Regions from separate parts of the Mus musculus genome. Here all the other regions are linked to region 1. A link is a contact called in public HiChIP or PLAC-seq data. All regions are on one chromosome and are shown on one strand. The core of a region is the stretch at or near the end of the contact, and the rest is flanking DNA. Distances in the headings are between cores, read along the strand shown. Region 1 holds the start of Ntmt1 (N-terminal Xaa-Pro-Lys N-methyltransferase 1). Region 2 overlaps Nup188 (nucleoporin 188). Region 3 overlaps Sh3glb2 (SH3-domain GRB2-like endophilin B2). Region 4 holds the start of Ncs1 (neuronal calcium sensor 1). Region 5 has its middle 7.0 kb from the start of Gm14487.

Region 1 (2,875 bases), core at 128-2,627:
AAAGAATAAGTAAAAGCAAAACACAACTTTAAGCACCTACTGTAATGCAGAGCCCAGGAGGCATGACAAGTATGTCTAACAGCCGGTGTGTCAGCCAACAGAGGTGAGCTTAAGGCAAAAATACTTATTATGATAACCTTCATTGCCTGCAAGCCCCACTAGACTCTAGCCTAAACTCGCAAATCCCACAAATTTAACCCTCAGAGTATTGTAGCTGAATCATTACATCCACCAGTTAGAAGAGGCAACTTAGAACTCCGAGGCGGTTAGAGGGGGTTTGCATGCAGCAAGCTCATCTTTCCTTCAAGACCCGGTGCAGATTGTCTGAGTGGATAGGGAAGGGCGGTCCTCAGGAGGGCAAACTTCTAGATTTCTGCTTTATTTGGCCTGGCAATCCTTACCTCTGTCAAAGCCTTTCTTTCCTGTTCTCTTTCCTGGGTTGATATATTATTTTAATATACTAGTGGGCATGGGTGGATTTGAGCAACAATGGCTTTTAATCCTCCTCCCCCCCCCCCCCCGACAGGGTTTCTCTGTATAGCCCTGGCTGTCCTGGAACTCACTTTGTAGACCAGGTTGGCCTCGAAATCCGCCTGCCTCTGCCTCCCGAGTGCTGAGATTAAAGGCGTGCGCCAACAACGCCCGGCTTAATTCTCCTTTTAGGGTGGAAAACTCTCATGATGTTGGTTTTTAAGAATCCAGCCTTGTGGCGCATGGAGGCGCGTGCCTGTAACCCCAGCAACCACGTCGATGATGCAGAAGGATCCTGAAGTTTACGGCCAGAACTCAGTTGGACTCTTGTCTTAAAAGAGCTACACCCTCAAGTGTGTGAGATATCAGCTGTGGATCCTTCATCATGAAGTCCCTGCGCGTAGGCAAAAAACTGGGTTAGGATCCCGAAGGAAAAGGCGATCTGGCCGAAGAATAGGGCGATCAAACCTTGGAGTGCGGCGATCTGGCCAGGGGGCGGGGTGAACTGGCCTCGGGGACAAGCGAGGTAGCGATGGGGAGGGGCGAATTGGCCGTGGGGCGGAACTAGCTGGTCTTGTGTTTGGGCGAGCTGGGCGTGGGGAGGGGCGAGTTAGTCGCGCGGAGAGAAGTTCTGGGCGTGTCGAGTGAGCAGGCCGTGGAGCGGGGTTGGCTGTGGGGGCGTGGAGAGGTGTGAGCAGGCCCTGGAGAGGGCGGAGTTGGCTGTGGGGGAGGGACGATCTGGACGTGAGCTGCCTGTGGGACGCGGCGATCTGGCCCTGGGGAGGGGCTATCTGTCTGTGGAGAGGGATGAGCTAGTCTTGGGGCGGAGTGAACTGGCCTCGGGGCGGAGCGATCTTGAGTCCAGCCCCCTCCAGGCTCGGGGAAGTGACGTGTGCGGACAAAGGCAGAGGCCGCGAGGTGTCTGGTCCGGTAGAGTGGTGGCGGCTGCTGTGGGCTACGGTCTTTGCCAGCCTCCTTCTCAACCCGTCCTTTTCTCTCGGGTCCCTGGAGCCCCGACCCAGGTAAGTATCGCGAGGGACGCGGCCAGGGAGGAGGGAGGTGCTCACCCCAACTGCCTGAAGCGGTGAGGCCCCGTCGTCAAGTGACCTGGGCCTGGCCCTGGCCCACGTGCACGTCCCATGGAGGTTCACCGATCAGACCTGGGCAGGGACTCTGGTGACCACGGATTGGGTTGGAGGAAGCCACGTTGGTGGAGGCTGGCAAGACGTATCTTCACTCGCGCCCGTACATCACTTTCCAGTCCTCAGTTTCCCCTCTGAGATAAGGAAAGCAGCCACTGCAAGGTTGGTGTGTGGAATCGGCGCCGTGCTTGGCTCAAGTCCTCGCAGTTAAGTGCTTGGTTGCACGGGTTGCCATCACGTTTAACTGCCTCCAGCTCTGGCCAACATCGTTACTGTCATGAGCCCTTGAGGCCAAGGTCAGCCTCTCTTCTGCAAGGCTGCCTGCCATCTTTTCCAGATGCTCCAGGCTTTGCTGCTCCACCAACTGTGTGATCATTTTGGTCTTTAATCCTTTTGATAAGGGCCTAGGACAGGTGCTGTAACTGATGACAATGATGTATGGGGTGGGGCACTCAGTGACTGGGGTCTAAGTGAGAAGCCTAAATCCTCTCCTAACTTTTGGTCCTTTCCCAAGTGCTGTTTTAAGGCACATCGTTTCCTTAAGCTGGCTTTCCTGTGTGTGTGCTTGTGTGTGTGTTGGGGGGAGGGGGGATGCTTTCCTGAAGGCCAGAGCCACATAATCAAAAGGTCAGAGTCTGCAGGTGTGTGGTTCTGGGTGTACCCGGAGCTTGTGTTTGCATCTTCTGGACTGACCAAAGGCCACATGATCTCATAGGTGGGCTCCAGCTTTACCAGGGTCTGTGTGATTTGGAGGTTTTAACACGTTTTCCTTACTTGATCTTTTTAACTATGTTTGAACTAGGCAGAGGTGGCACACGCCTCTAATCCCAGCATCCAGGAGGCAGAGGCAGGTGGATCTCTGGGTTTGAGGCCAACCTGGTCTACAGAATGAGTTCTAGGACAGTCAAGGCTACACAGAGAAACCCTATTTCAAAAACCAGACAGAAAGACAGAGAGAAAAATTGTGTTTTAAGATTTTTTTTAAAGATTTATTTATTGCCGGGCAGTGGTGCTGCACACCTTTAATCCCAGCACTTGGGAGGCAGAGGCAGGCGGATTTCTGAGTTCAAGGCCAGCCTGGTCTACAGAGTGAGTTCCAGGACAGCCAGGGCTACACAGAGAAATTCTGTCTCAAAAAACCAAAAAAAAAAAAAAAAAAAATTTGTTATATGTATGCAAGTATACTTTTGATGTCTTCAGACACTCCAGAAGAGGGCATCAGATCCCATTACAGATGGTTGTGAGCTACCATGTGGTTGCTG
Region 2 (2,875 bases), core at 211-2,710, 490 kb before region 1:
GAGGCAAGGGCTGGTTTTCTCTTCCAGTTCATTATCAAAGGAAGTGACACGGAGACCATGGAGAAACTCTGCTTACTGGTTGGCTCCTCTTGGCTTGCTCAGCCTGCATTCTCATACCTGCCCAGGGCTGAGACCACTCACAGTGGGCTGGGCCTTCCAGATCAATTGTTAGTCCAAAAAATGCCTCACAGACTTACCTACGGGCCAGGCTAGAGGGGTATTGTCTCAGTTGAGATGCTTGCTGTATGACTCCAGCTTGTGTCAAGTTGACAGTGTTAGTAGCAGGCACACTAACCCCAAAGGTTTTGTGAGCATGTTCTCTTATGCTAGGACACTCACTGCTTGGTTTCTGAAGGAAAGCCCTGCTGAGGACATGGGAGCATGTGCGCGCAAGTGTGTGCGCGCGCGTGTGTGTGTGTGCGTGTGTGTGTTTATTCTGACTTAATGACTTTTCACCCCTTAAACACTGGAGGTTTCAGGTTTCCTATTTAAACATTTTTCCCACAGAGTCTATGCAGTATGAGATAGGATCCAGCCCTAAAGTGTTCTTCAGAGCACCCATCTTTTTATATACATATAATTCAAATATCAAACTAGAAGAAAAACAGTTTTGCTGTTTTCTGTATGTACATGTTGATACTAGTGAAATATTCCTATATTGTGTTTAGTTTTAGTATTTTTTTTAAGATATATTTATTTCATGTATGTGAATACATGAGTAGCTGTCTTCAGACACACCAGAAGAGGGCATTGGATACCATTACAGATGGTTGTGAGCCTCCATGTTGTTGCTGGGATTTGAACTTAGGACTTCTGGAAGAGTGGTCAGTGCTTTTAACCACTGAGCCATCTCTCAAGCCCAAGTTTTTTTGTTTTGTTTTGTTTTTTTGTTTGTTTGTTTTTTTTTTTTTTTTTTGAGACAGGGTTTCTCTGTATAGCCCTGGCTGTCCTGGAACTCAGTTTGTAGACCAGGCTGGCCTCAAACTCTGAAATCCACCTGCCTCTGCCTCCCGAGTTCTGGGATTAAAGGCGTGCGCCACCATGCCCAGCTCAAGCCCAAGTTTTAGCACTTCAAATTTGATTTAAAATCTTTTTTGGATGGGTTGTTTTATGTGTGTGTGTGTGTGTGTGTGTGTGTGTGTGTGTGTGTGTGTGTGTGTGTGTGTTGAGACAGTGTCTGTTTGTTTACATAGCCCTAGCTATCATAGAACTTACACTATAGACCAGGCTGGCCTCAAACTCAGAGATCCTATAGACCCTCCCTCCTGAGTGCTAGAAGTTAAAGGTGTGCACCAAAGTGCCCTCCTCAGTTTTAGTGTTCACACAAGTCCTTGTAGAAATCACGGACGGAATAATGCACATTTTCTTCTGATACTGTCAGATGTGCTTTCTATACGCTCCCTGGAAGCTCCACCTTGTGGAGAGACTTTGGGGATTGTTTGCTTAGTGATGTCAGAGTTAAAGTAAGTGAAAGTCCATTGCTGATTACACTGACTTCCTGCCCAAGTCATGTGTGGCCCATGAACTGATGTGCAGTGTGGGTTTGGAGGGTCACCTCTGCTCCAGTGCTGTAGTTTATCTCGGGTGACACACCAAAAAGGAGATGGGTCTCACTTGTCACCATTACACATTATTTGGTGTCATATTATAAATCAGACTTAAAAGTTAATAGGTTTGCCGGGCATGGTGGCACATGCCTTTAATCCCAGCACTTGGGAGGCAGAGGCAGGCGGATTTCTGAGTTCAAGGCCAGCCTGGTCTACAGAGTGAGTTCCAGGACAGCCAGGGCTACACAGAGAAACCCTGTCTCAAAAACAAACAAACAAACAAACAAAAAAAGTTAGTAGGCTCAAAGATGTAGAAAATAGATAATCCTTCTAATGACCTGTTTTGTGTGAATGGTTGTTAAGATTTAAATTGGGCTGACAGTGGTAGAGACAGAGACAGGCAGAGTACAAGACCAACCTGGTCTACACAGCAAGTTCTAGGATAGCCAGGGTTAAATATTGAGACCCTGTCTCAAAAGGACGAAGACTGGATTAGCAAGCTGCATGAAAAGGACCACCATCATAGGATCACCATCTGCACTACAGTGGGAATTCTGTCAGACACTGTTGACTCTGTACATTGCTTGCTCTACCCAGTAGAGTCTTGTTGCTTCTTCCACTCCGTCTCAGTGGAATAGTATTCTTTATACAGAGAGCAGTGGTCCAGTGTACAGCTGTGGTGAGAACAGCTTGTACAGCAATGTAGACGGCTAAGATTTGGAAAGACTCAAACATTATTTTGCCAGTTTAGTTCTCCTCGCTTTTAGAATATTCCACAAAGCTAAGTCAAAATGGTAGTCTTTATGGTCTGCCTTAAAATATTTAAAGATCGCCGGGCAGTGGTGGTACACGCCTTTAATCCCACCACTCCGGACGCAGAGGCAGGCAGATTTCTGAGTTCAAGGCCAACCTGGTCTACAGAGTGAGTTCCAGGACAGCCAGAGCTACACAGAGAAACCCTGTCTCAAAAAAAAAAAAAAATTGAAAGATGAACGTGCTCTGTAAACCTTCCTGGCACCAGGGTGATGACTGCTTGGCTAACCATACGTGCCACTTTTGCAGAGCATACTTCAGTACTACAGAGAAAGGGGCATAGCCTACTGTCCTGGCTGTGTGCCCTCTGCTGCTGTCTCCTACAAGGACCAGCAACTACCTCGCTCATCCCTTTGGTCCTCTGCAATCATTATGCATCAGCGTCAGGCCTTCATACATAATACTGCATTGAACATGTGAACTCTTAGGAACTAGCGTGTCATTTTCATAACCACAGTCCTCAACAAGAGATGGTTGGGAAAAGGCTGTGTATAAAATAAAAGTTTTCGAGTGGA
Region 3 (2,875 bases), core at 143-2,642, 460 kb before region 1:
CTCCATCTTACCTCTGACCTGCTCCTCAGGCTGACCTCCCACCTGCTTTCCAGGAGCTTCCGAGGCCATCTAGTTTGCAACCTACCATGGTGCTAAGGCAAGAGTCTGAGACAGGAAGCCAGACCTAGGCGGCCCCCCTCTTTCCTCAGGGTCCCCCCAGACCCATAAGGAGGCTGGAGTGCTGTGACTTTGTGGGAGAAAGTGCAGAATGGAAATTTCCTCAGGTTCCCTAGAGGTGGTACTGTGCTGTCCTAAGGACACGAAGGGGTTTTTCTGGACAGCTAGTCAAAATATCTTCTACCTTGCCTAGGGAGAAGCCAGTCCAGCCTGCCTGCTGGACCAGACAGGGCCACATGGAGTTGTCACTTCCCTGTTCTGAGCTGCACCTCAGCCCCTCAGGGCAACCTGCAACATGAGCAGGACCCTTTGCCTCACCTGCTGTCTTCTGGTTCTGCGCTGGCAGAGCCAGTGACAAGAGCTGTGGGCCAAGGAGGCCAGGGTGGGGCAAGGAATGGCAGGAGGGTTGCTTACCGCGGAGGCGCTGGCCGATAGAATGTAATTACGAGGTCTAGTCTCCTGAAAGTCAGGCACCGTCTGGCAGGGAACAGAGTTCATGGGGAGAGGGGTCACCCTGGGCCAGGACCAGTGTTGAGGCCAGGAGGTGGCCCCAGGGTCTCCTATAAGGAGATGCAAGAAACCCTGGCCCCTGGGACAAGAGGAAAGACAGATACAACACAGACCCTCTGCCCACTCCAGCCAGCTGGAGATGAGACGGGCTTAGGGGCTCAATGGGTCCAAATTGAAGATCCATTGGACAGATGTGCTGGGAGCCCAAGGAACCCACAGGCTAGGCCTGCCCCTCTTCTGGGTCTCAGGCACACAGAGAGGCCCAACAGGTGCGCAGCCCTCCCCACCACAGCTCTCTCCAGCTCAGAACTTCACCACGCTGTTTCTGGCTCCTCCGTCAAGGCCAGATCCCTCCCCACAAGAGTAGATAGATGGATGCATGGGTGGACAGTGACAGGCTTTTAACATTTGCAAGAAGCTGCCTCACAGGCCAATGCCTGCATCCCCACAAACCAGAGACTCTGCAGCCAATTGCAAAAACCCGAGGGCATGCCCTGGGCTGGCCGCAGCACCTGGGCCCTCGGGCGGGATGGGCGAACTGGAAGCAGCACAGCACATGGGACGGGTATACTCACATCGCCCTCACACTGAGCCAAGTTACCCAAAGCAGAAGGGAAAGGAACAAAAACAAGAGAGTTAGTAAGTCCACAGCAGGGGGAGCAGGCACAGCCAGACCCCTCAGGAGTCCTGGGGAGCAGGCCCTAGGGACACTGCTCATACCTCATGTGACTCACAGGCCCAAGGCCCTCTGGGCCCCAAGGGGAAGCGGTTACCCTGCAGTGACTAAGGAGAGGCAAAAGTGACAGGGAGTGTGACAGGGAGTGGGGCTGCTCTGCACAAGTGATCCCAAGAGCCATACTCTCTTCACATATGGACGAAGCACACTGGTGACCCGGGACCCTGTTATGGCTCTCGCCAGAGGCAGTGTCAGCCCCAGTGAGCACAGTGACCATGCTGTAGGGAGGAAGGGTAGAATGGTGGCGAGTTACAGGCAGTGGAGAGCCCAGCAGGCTCGCCTAGCCTGGCCCACCTTTCTTCAGCTGAGAGGCTGAGAGGCATAGGAGTTTCCCTAACAGACCCTGGGTCTAGGACTTTCCTTCTCAGGACCCATGTTGGCTGTTAGATCCCTTACACCCTTAAGCAGCCTGCATACCAAGACAGTGCCTGACCCTTCTGATGCAACCTGTCCCATCCTGGTTGGTGTAGGAGAAGCAGGCCGGCCCAGGCCTGTGTGGGCTATGGGGGCTGGCCAGCTCTAGTGCTCTCCACAGCCTAGGGGAATCTAAGCATAGGGCACTGTGTACCCCATGTTCAAGCAGCAGGTGGAGAGTTAGTGAGGGAGCCATGCCCAGGCAGGGACAGGCTGAGCACCCATGGAGGCAGGAAAGGCATGCAAGAATTCCATCTAATGTCCTAGAGGCTTGCAGAGTGCCCAGCCCAGTTACAGGCACTGTGAGTCTGCCCACCTCATACATGTCTGTCTAGAGCCACTAGAGTTCCCTGGGGTGGGGACAGAGACCATGACCTGACCAGGCAGCGCAGTCTAGCCCCAGCCAAGGAGGAAGAGCATGCTAAACACCAGGTCCCTGCACACTCCACCCCAGTGCCTGGAAGCAAGGAGGGGCAGGAGTACTTACCGTGGCTTTGGCTTCGGCTGCCTTGGCCTTCTTTAGCCGGGCTTTGCAGGCATCCAGGTCAAGACGCCGGTTCTGCAGGAGCCGCCTCTCCTTCTGCAGGGATGACAGGGACAGTGAGACGGGCCAGACCTGGCCAGACCTGACCAGAGACCCCTGGCAAACTGAGAACCACAAATGGAAAGTCATTCTTGGTCACTCAGCCTGCAGGAGCCACCTTTATGGAGGTCTGGATTCCCTCCCTGCCTGGGATGAAAACCTATGTGTAGAGTTCGGAGGAGCGGCCCCAGACTCCTCACCGAAATCGTTTTCCAGTCCCCCTCTAGGAAGTTCCGCAGGGGTGTGAGGAAGCTGAGGGAGGCAGTGTGAATGAAATCCCGCTCTGCTGCTCCGAGGCGCTTCTCAGCTTCTGACACCTTGATCAGCGTCTTCCCTGGCAAGAGAGTTGTAGGGTGAGAAAGAGGCAAACACCAGCCACTCCACCTCCAACAGGGCTACCAAGCAAGGATAGGCAACCTACAGAGTTGCCAACCTGAGACAGACAGACGAGCTGCACACCTAACAAGACACATGGACAGGGGCTACTGGCATGGCTGGGGTGGAGCCTTGCCTTG
Region 4 (2,875 bases), core at 218-2,717, 440 kb after region 1:
TCTGCTCACTTCCTGTATCGAACGGGCTCTTCACACCAACAAGCTGGGACCTGGGTCTGGCCTGGGCTCATGTAAGGGAAGGAACCGAGACCATCTGAAGGCTGGAGACATGCAAGAGGTGGGGTTGAAAGGTACCATCGCCCCAGGCAGGGTTTTACACCCTCTGAGAGGGAAAAAAAGAAATTCTGTCCGTGATTGCATCCCTGCTGGCTCAGGAGGGAATGGCTTCATCTTGCCATGGTCTTTCCAGGGCTCTGGTTCCTGGCATGGGTCATTCCTCCCCTACCCGATCTATTTTCATGCCTTTCCCTGAGAACTCTTCCTCCTAATGTTGTCTAAGCCAGTTGTGAACCAGGGATCCTACTGCCTCCCCACCCACTTCCCTGTTTAGCTGGGCTGGCTCCCTGGCCTCTGCTACTAAGACTGGCTCACAGAAGTTGCCACTGGCCCTCAGGGCCTTCTGAGAGCAAGACATATTTCTGCTCCCCTCCCCCTGAGGCTCATTCTTTGGAAGAAGCAAGCGCCAATGGACTAAGAGGTCCAAGTTTTCCTGAGCTGTTAAGGAGACAGAGTTGGGCAGAAAGTCAGGAGAGGTCTCAATTACGATGACATTTTGGGAGGAGGGGAGAGCAGGCCATCCTTTTCCTGGAGTCCTTCCCCAGCTGCAGGCTTCCAGGCATGGAGCCCCACCAACAGGCTCTGCTCCCTCTGGCCACTTCAAGCAAGCCCCACAACAGAGAAGGTTTGAACTGCAAGTACTCCTGGGCACCGGGGACAGAGGCCAGGTCTTTGGGGAAAGCGGCTTGCCAGGCTGGTCTCCAGAAGCTCTGGCCCTTCTGCCTGGCCTCAGATCATTCCCAGCCTTGCCTGGAGCCCCGGGTGTAGAGGCTGCTCTCCCTCCCAGGCCAGACCCCTTCCAGGTTGATACCCCATTCCTCTCTCAATCTGAAGTCACTTCCCTCAAGGCCAGGCAAAAGTGTTCCCACCGAAACCCATGCCAGCCAGCACATCAGGATGCTCCTGGAGAGGTCTGGGATCGCGTCTGTCCTCTTGGCCGCCAGGTCCCCAGCGCCCAACACATCTAAGTGGAATGAATGAATTGCGCCGGGCAGGGATTTGGCCTCGTTCACGTCCGATTTTCCGGGCCCTCCCTGCCCACGCCGCTGCGGAGAGGGGGGAATGGATCGGCGGAGGGGGCGGTGCGGCGACCTCCCAGCGTCCCCGGAGAGCCAACAGGAGAGGGGGTGCCTCAACGCGGAGCTCGCGCCTGTCGGAGCTGGGCGGGAGGTGGCGCCGGGCGATGAGTGGCGGCTCCGAGTCCACCCCTGGCGCGCCGGTGCGGGCGGGAGGCGGGGAGCGTAGGGGCGGCGGCGGCGCAGCAGTAGCGAGCATGTGCTACGCAGCCCAGTAACCAGGGACGACCGCGGCAACCGAGCCCCGGCGGCTGCGGCTCTCAGCCCCGCGCAACTCCTCGCCGTGGCCGCTTGCACCGCCAAGGCCTGGCCCTCGCCGGGTCCCCGAGGCCCCTTGAACCGTCAGCCGCGGTCGCGCAGCACGCCGGAGCCCCGCGCACGGGACGCGCGGGCACGGCCAGACAAAGGCGCGGCCCCGGCCCGGCCCAGCCCGGCCTGCCGGCCTCCGCGCACCCCGGCCCGACCCAACCGCTCCCGCTGGGCGCCCCGAGCGGGTCCGGCCCGGGGAGCGGGGGCCGCGGCCGCCGAGCATGGGGAAATCCAACAGCAAGTTGAAGCCTGAAGTTGTGGAGGAGCTGACCAGAAAAACCTACTGTGAGTGAGCCCCGATCCCAGATCCCCGATTCCCCATCGAGCCGCGACCTTCCCTCCGCCCTTCCCGGCCGCGCCCCTGCCCCGCACCTGGCCCATTGTTCTATCCGCGCCCCCGCCCCCGGCCATGGCTGGGTGTCGCCTGTCAGCGTGCTCCAGGGACCACTCTGGGTCCTCAGGGCATCCGCAGCCCACCCGCTGCTCCCCTCCTGTCCGAAGGACCCGGGCTGTGCCGGGGCGGGGGGCAGTGGTCCCAGGAGGGGGCGCCCGGGCGTTGTGTGGCTCTCCTGCTTGGAGCAGGGTGGGTGGGTGATTCATGCTTAATGATGCTGCTGCGGCTCCTGCCTCTTGCGAGGTTGGCCTGTCGCCCCCTCCCTGGCAAGTGTGACTGTGTTGGGAGGAAGAGGGCTGGCGAGACTGGTAGAACGCTCAGGTAGTGACGGTAGAGGGCCAAGGGTCCTGGGCGCCCTCTTAGATGTCGCACGGTTGGGCTGTATTCTCCATCCCCCCTTCCCTTCTCCTGTCTCTACCGCACCAGGAAATGGGTTTACATGGCCCGAGCTGACGAGCGAAGGAAGGTCTGTCCCACTCCACGGTCCACTAGATCAGTCCCAGGCGTGGCTCTCCACTTGCCCAACTTCACAGATCTGCCTCTGCATCTTTAGTGCCTCCACACCAGGTGTCCCCCCTCCTCGCAGCCTCTCCAGGGGTGGCCCTGGAAGTGGGTCCTGGGAAGCTTTGGCTGAGCGCTCTGCATCACCCGGAAAGACAGGCAGTTAACTGACAGCTCGGTGTAGATGGAGGCTCTGGTGCAGTGCATGGTCTCTGCTCTCACCCCCACCCCCACCCCCGGTATCGGTCTTCTGAGCACGTTTGCAGGTCTTGGTCAACCTAGTGCCTTAGCCCCATGCTCCTCACTCTCCCAGACTTAGAACAAAGGGGGCTTTACTGCCTGGGCTCTCCTGGCCCCTGTCCTGAGGAGTTGGACACCTTGGAGGTCACATCCAGGAGAACTATCCTTCCCAGCCCAGGCTGCCTACTCTCTCTTTCCAGATTGGGTGGGTAGCTTTTTCTAGCTTGTTGCTGTTTGT
Region 5 (2,875 bases), core at 139-2,638, 280 kb before region 1:
ACACCAAATGCATCCTCCCCCAAACTTTCATCTGGATTCATACTCTCTGAGCTACCACACTGGGAGCTTGTGACAACCAAGCCTGGCCTTTTAGGGCTCCCCAGGAGTCCACAGTGAGTGTGCCTGGCTGTACCCTTCAGAGGCTCACATCCCAACCTTGCTGTCCTCCAGTGACCCCTGTTGACACCAGGCTGCTGTCATGGTGTTCAGGCTGGAGCTTCTGCCCCCGGCTCTAGCCAGGGGCTTTCTTAGTAGTGACCATCCAGTTGGAAGGGCTGTTCTTTCCATGGCTCCAGGCCTCTGGGTTCTGTGATGTCTGCTTGCCCTGGAGCTGCTGTGGCTACTGTCTGTTCACAGGATTGTGGCCTGCTTACCCATGATGCTCGGGGCAGCCTCTGTGTGGCAGACTGAGGTCTGGATTATTTTCATTTCTCTTCAACCTGTGGCTTGTTGGCATCCATCAGTTCTAGAGACTCATTGGCTGGCTAAGCTACCATCTCAGTCTATGTGGTTTGGGGATAGAGCCCAGGATCTCATACATGGTAGGCAAGGGCTCTATCCACAAGTCATACCCACAGCCCATAGAATCACCTCCCCCCCCTCCCCCGGTTTATCGAGACAGGACTTCTTTGTGTAGCTCTGGCTGTCCTGAAACTAGCACTGTAGACCAGGCTGGCCTCGAACTCACAGAGATCTGCCTGCCTCTGCCTTCCGAGTGCTGGGATTACAGGTGTGCACCACTACCATGAGGCAAGAATCATCTTTAAACATTGTTTCTGTCTACTTCCCTTCTCTCTGAGATTCAATTAAACCCTATCTTTTTTTAGTCTGTTTTTTCCCCCAATCTCTCCATTTTATGCTTCTCTGAAATGCATTTTGGATGTTTTGTCTTAGATGTTTATTTTAGAGGTTTATTTTATGTGTATGAGTGTTTTATCTGAATGTATGTATATGTGTCTACCGTGTGTGTGCCTGGTGCTCTCAGAGATCGGAGGAGGCTGGAATTACAGATGATTGTGAGCTGCCGGGTCGGTGCTGGGAACCTAACCTGAGTCTTCCGCAAGAGCAGCAAGTGCTGAAGAGCTGAGCCATCTCTTCAGCTCATAAACACTTGAAGCATTTTCACATGCCTCGGGTACATGGGGAGGTCAAAGGACAGCTGGCAATCAGTTCTCTCCTTCACCACGTGGGTTTCATGGATCAAACTCAGGCGTCCGTGCTTGGTGGCAAGCCATATTGCTGGACCTGGATATTTCCTTCTGACCTATCTTCTTTTAATCTAATTCTTTCTTTGGCTGAATTGAATCCATTCTCCCACCATCCCTAGATTGTCTTTTCATCCCTTGTTTTAATTGCTTATTACTCAGAGAGGAGATGGAGGGAGGAGGAGGATGTGAGTCACAGGGAGCACGACCCACGATGCCACAGGAAGGAGCTCCATTGATGTGGCTGAGCCCATGGTCCCCAAAGCTTTCGTTCTCCAATTTCAAAGACTGCAGGGAGCCCTAGGGGCTCTTAACTCCTGAAAGGAGGAGGTCTCTGAGTTCTTAAGTGGCCATGTTGTGTAGCTCTGGATGTGGGGTCCCTAAAGGCAGATGGAACACAAGCGAGTGAACAATCCACAAAGAACTGATATCGCAAACTTGCAGCTCTTTGGTTTAATGGCAAGACACCAAAATTCAGATGTGTACAGCACCATCAGCAATGAGTCAGAAATAAAATCTCAGGGCTTTAGTTTATTTACGTACTGGCTTATCATATCGCTGGAGAGCAAATGCAACTACCTGTATGTGCTAGGCTGCTGCTCTACCACTGAGCCACATCCTTGACCTCTGCATCTCCTCGCAGTCATTGTCACAGTCATTGTCACAATCACGTCCAGCACTTCTGGTCTTATTTATCTTTTAATTTTGTGTCTTTATTTGCTTTTATTGTATGACTGTTTTGACTTGCATGTCTGCCTGTCTGTCTGTTCACTGTGTGTGTGTGTGCCTGGTCCCTGTGGACAGAAGAGTGTGTTAGATCCCCTAGGACTGGAGGTACAGAAGGTTGTGAGCCACTGTGAGGGGCCTAGGAACTGATTCTGGGTCCTTTGCAGGAGCACTGACTAGTGCTCATCAGCACCAAACATCTCTCCAGGACACCTCTACTCTGTTCTTTTATGAACTTGCTATATTGTCTTATAGCATTTTTAAAATTAATATATACACACTCTGAGGCAGGAACTTGTTATGTAGCTCAGGCTGGCCCTGAACTCACAATCTTTCTGCCGCAGACTCTTGAGTCACCACACCTGGCTGTTTCTTGTTGCTTTGTGTTCACAGGTGATCGTACAAACTTGCCTTTTATTGGATTTATTTCTTTGAAAACCTTTGGCCAGGTGCAGTAGCTCATACCTGTTGTCCCTGTGCTGGGAAGGCTGTGCTAGGAAGATTGCTGTGTGTTCAAGGCCGGTTTAGGTCGATATCATTATGGAGTGACATCCTGCCTCAAAAACAAAACAAAAAGTAGAGGAGGCTTATCAGGGGGTCTGATGACAGTAGTTCAATCCCTGGGACCCACACAGTGAAAGAGAGAGCTGACTCTCACAGCAAGTGGACCTCTGACCTCTATGTGCATGCCTTGGTACACACACACACTCACACACACATATATACACACAATACACTCACACACACTCACATATACATATATACACATATACACATTCACACATACATATACACACATGCACTCACACATACACTCACACACACATACATACACTCACATTCTCCCCTCACACACATACATACATGCACACACATTCTCCCACACATACACATACTCACACAAACACACACATACACACATTTTCTCACACACACACTCATAC

Evidence for each region. HiChIP or PLAC-seq counts read pairs in DNA pulled down with a chosen protein or histone mark.
Region 2: a contact with region 1 is called in an HNF4G HiChIP or PLAC-seq map of pancreatic cancer cells. The contact joins the enhancer-like site here to the promoter of Ntmt1 in region 1. A contact is called at or near these places in 4 of 39 promoter capture datasets (the C10 cell line, cranial neural crest, liver and 1 more), 5 of 115 datasets of contacts at active chromatin or transcription factors (embryonic forebrain, embryonic stem cells, large pre-B cells and 2 more) and 2 of 9 other capture datasets (embryonic stem cells and liver).
Region 3: a contact with region 1 is called in an H3K4me3 HiChIP or PLAC-seq map of pro-B cells, with 3 times the contacts expected there. The contact joins the enhancer-like site here to the promoter of Ntmt1 in region 1. A contact is called at or near these places in 12 of 39 promoter capture datasets (the 3T3-L1 cell line, the C10 cell line, embryonic stem cells and 7 more), 2 of 15 datasets of contacts at CTCF or cohesin (embryonic stem cells and pro-B cells), 1 of 484 Hi-C or Micro-C datasets (the N1E-115 cell line), 7 of 115 datasets of contacts at active chromatin or transcription factors (bone marrow-derived macrophages, craniofacial prominence, embryonic limb bud and 4 more) and 4 of 9 other capture datasets (adipose tissue, liver, macrophages and 1 more).
Region 4: a contact with region 1 is called in an H3K4me3 HiChIP or PLAC-seq map of embryonic stem cells, with 5 times the contacts expected there. The contact joins the promoter of Ncs1 here to the promoter of Ntmt1 in region 1. A contact is called at or near these places in 1 of 39 promoter capture datasets (the SN4741 cell line), 1 of 484 Hi-C or Micro-C datasets (CD4 T cells), 2 of 115 datasets of contacts at active chromatin or transcription factors (embryonic stem cells and memory CD8 T cells) and 1 of 9 other capture datasets (adipose tissue).
Region 5: an HNF4G HiChIP or PLAC-seq map of pancreatic cancer cells shows a contact between it and region 1. The contact joins the enhancer-like site here to the promoter of Ntmt1 in region 1. A contact is called at or near these places in 5 of 39 promoter capture datasets (the HPC-7 cell line, frontonasal cranial neural crest, neural stem cells and 2 more), 5 of 484 Hi-C or Micro-C datasets (the HL-1 cell line, the N1E-115 cell line, bone marrow-derived macrophages and 2 more), 20 of 115 datasets of contacts at active chromatin or transcription factors (acute myeloid leukemia, bone marrow-derived macrophages, craniofacial prominence and 13 more) and 4 of 9 other capture datasets (adipose tissue, liver, macrophages and 1 more).

What each region holds. Positions count from the first base shown.
Region 1 is chr2:30,806,591-30,809,465 of GRCm38.p6, forward strand. Ntmt1 (N-terminal Xaa-Pro-Lys N-methyltransferase 1) reads left to right here and starts at 1,378. Exons shown (of 4, transcript NM_170592.3): 1 at 1,378-1,493.
Region 2 is chr2:30,317,996-30,320,870 of GRCm38.p6, forward strand. All of the region lies in intron 15 of Nup188 (nucleoporin 188), which reads left to right. Among named protein-coding and RNA genes, the nearest start is that of Gm39780, 21 kb to the left of the region's middle. Within about 2 kb of position 1,461, at least 8 of the 459 cell types and tissues checked have an H3K27ac peak or open chromatin away from gene starts, as enhancers often do. A contact at or near this core is called in pancreatic cancer cells, where this site is marked.
Region 3 is chr2:30,348,024-30,350,898 of GRCm38.p6, forward strand. Sh3glb2 (SH3-domain GRB2-like endophilin B2) reads right to left here. Exons shown (of 12, transcript NM_001289709.1): 4 at 2,561-2,694; 5 at 2,265-2,357; 6 at 532-594. Among named protein-coding and RNA genes, the nearest start is that of Sh3glb2, 9.9 kb to the right of the region's middle. Within about 2 kb of position 1,393, at least 33 of the 459 cell types and tissues checked have an H3K27ac peak or open chromatin away from gene starts, as enhancers often do. A contact at or near this core is called in bone marrow-derived macrophages, pancreatic cancer cells and pro-B cells, where this site is marked.
Region 4 is chr2:31,244,456-31,247,330 of GRCm38.p6, forward strand. It overlaps Ncs1 (neuronal calcium sensor 1), which reads left to right and starts at 1,468. Exons shown (of 8, transcript NM_019681.3): 1 at 1,468-1,787. The coding sequence starts at 1,724.
Region 5 is chr2:30,526,268-30,529,142 of GRCm38.p6, forward strand. No RefSeq gene overlaps it. Among named protein-coding and RNA genes, the nearest start is that of Gm14487, 7.0 kb to the right of the region's middle. Within about 2 kb of position 1,389, at least 28 of the 459 cell types and tissues checked have an H3K27ac peak or open chromatin away from gene starts, as enhancers often do. A contact at or near this core is called in the HL-1 cell line, the N1E-115 cell line and pancreatic cancer cells, where this site is marked.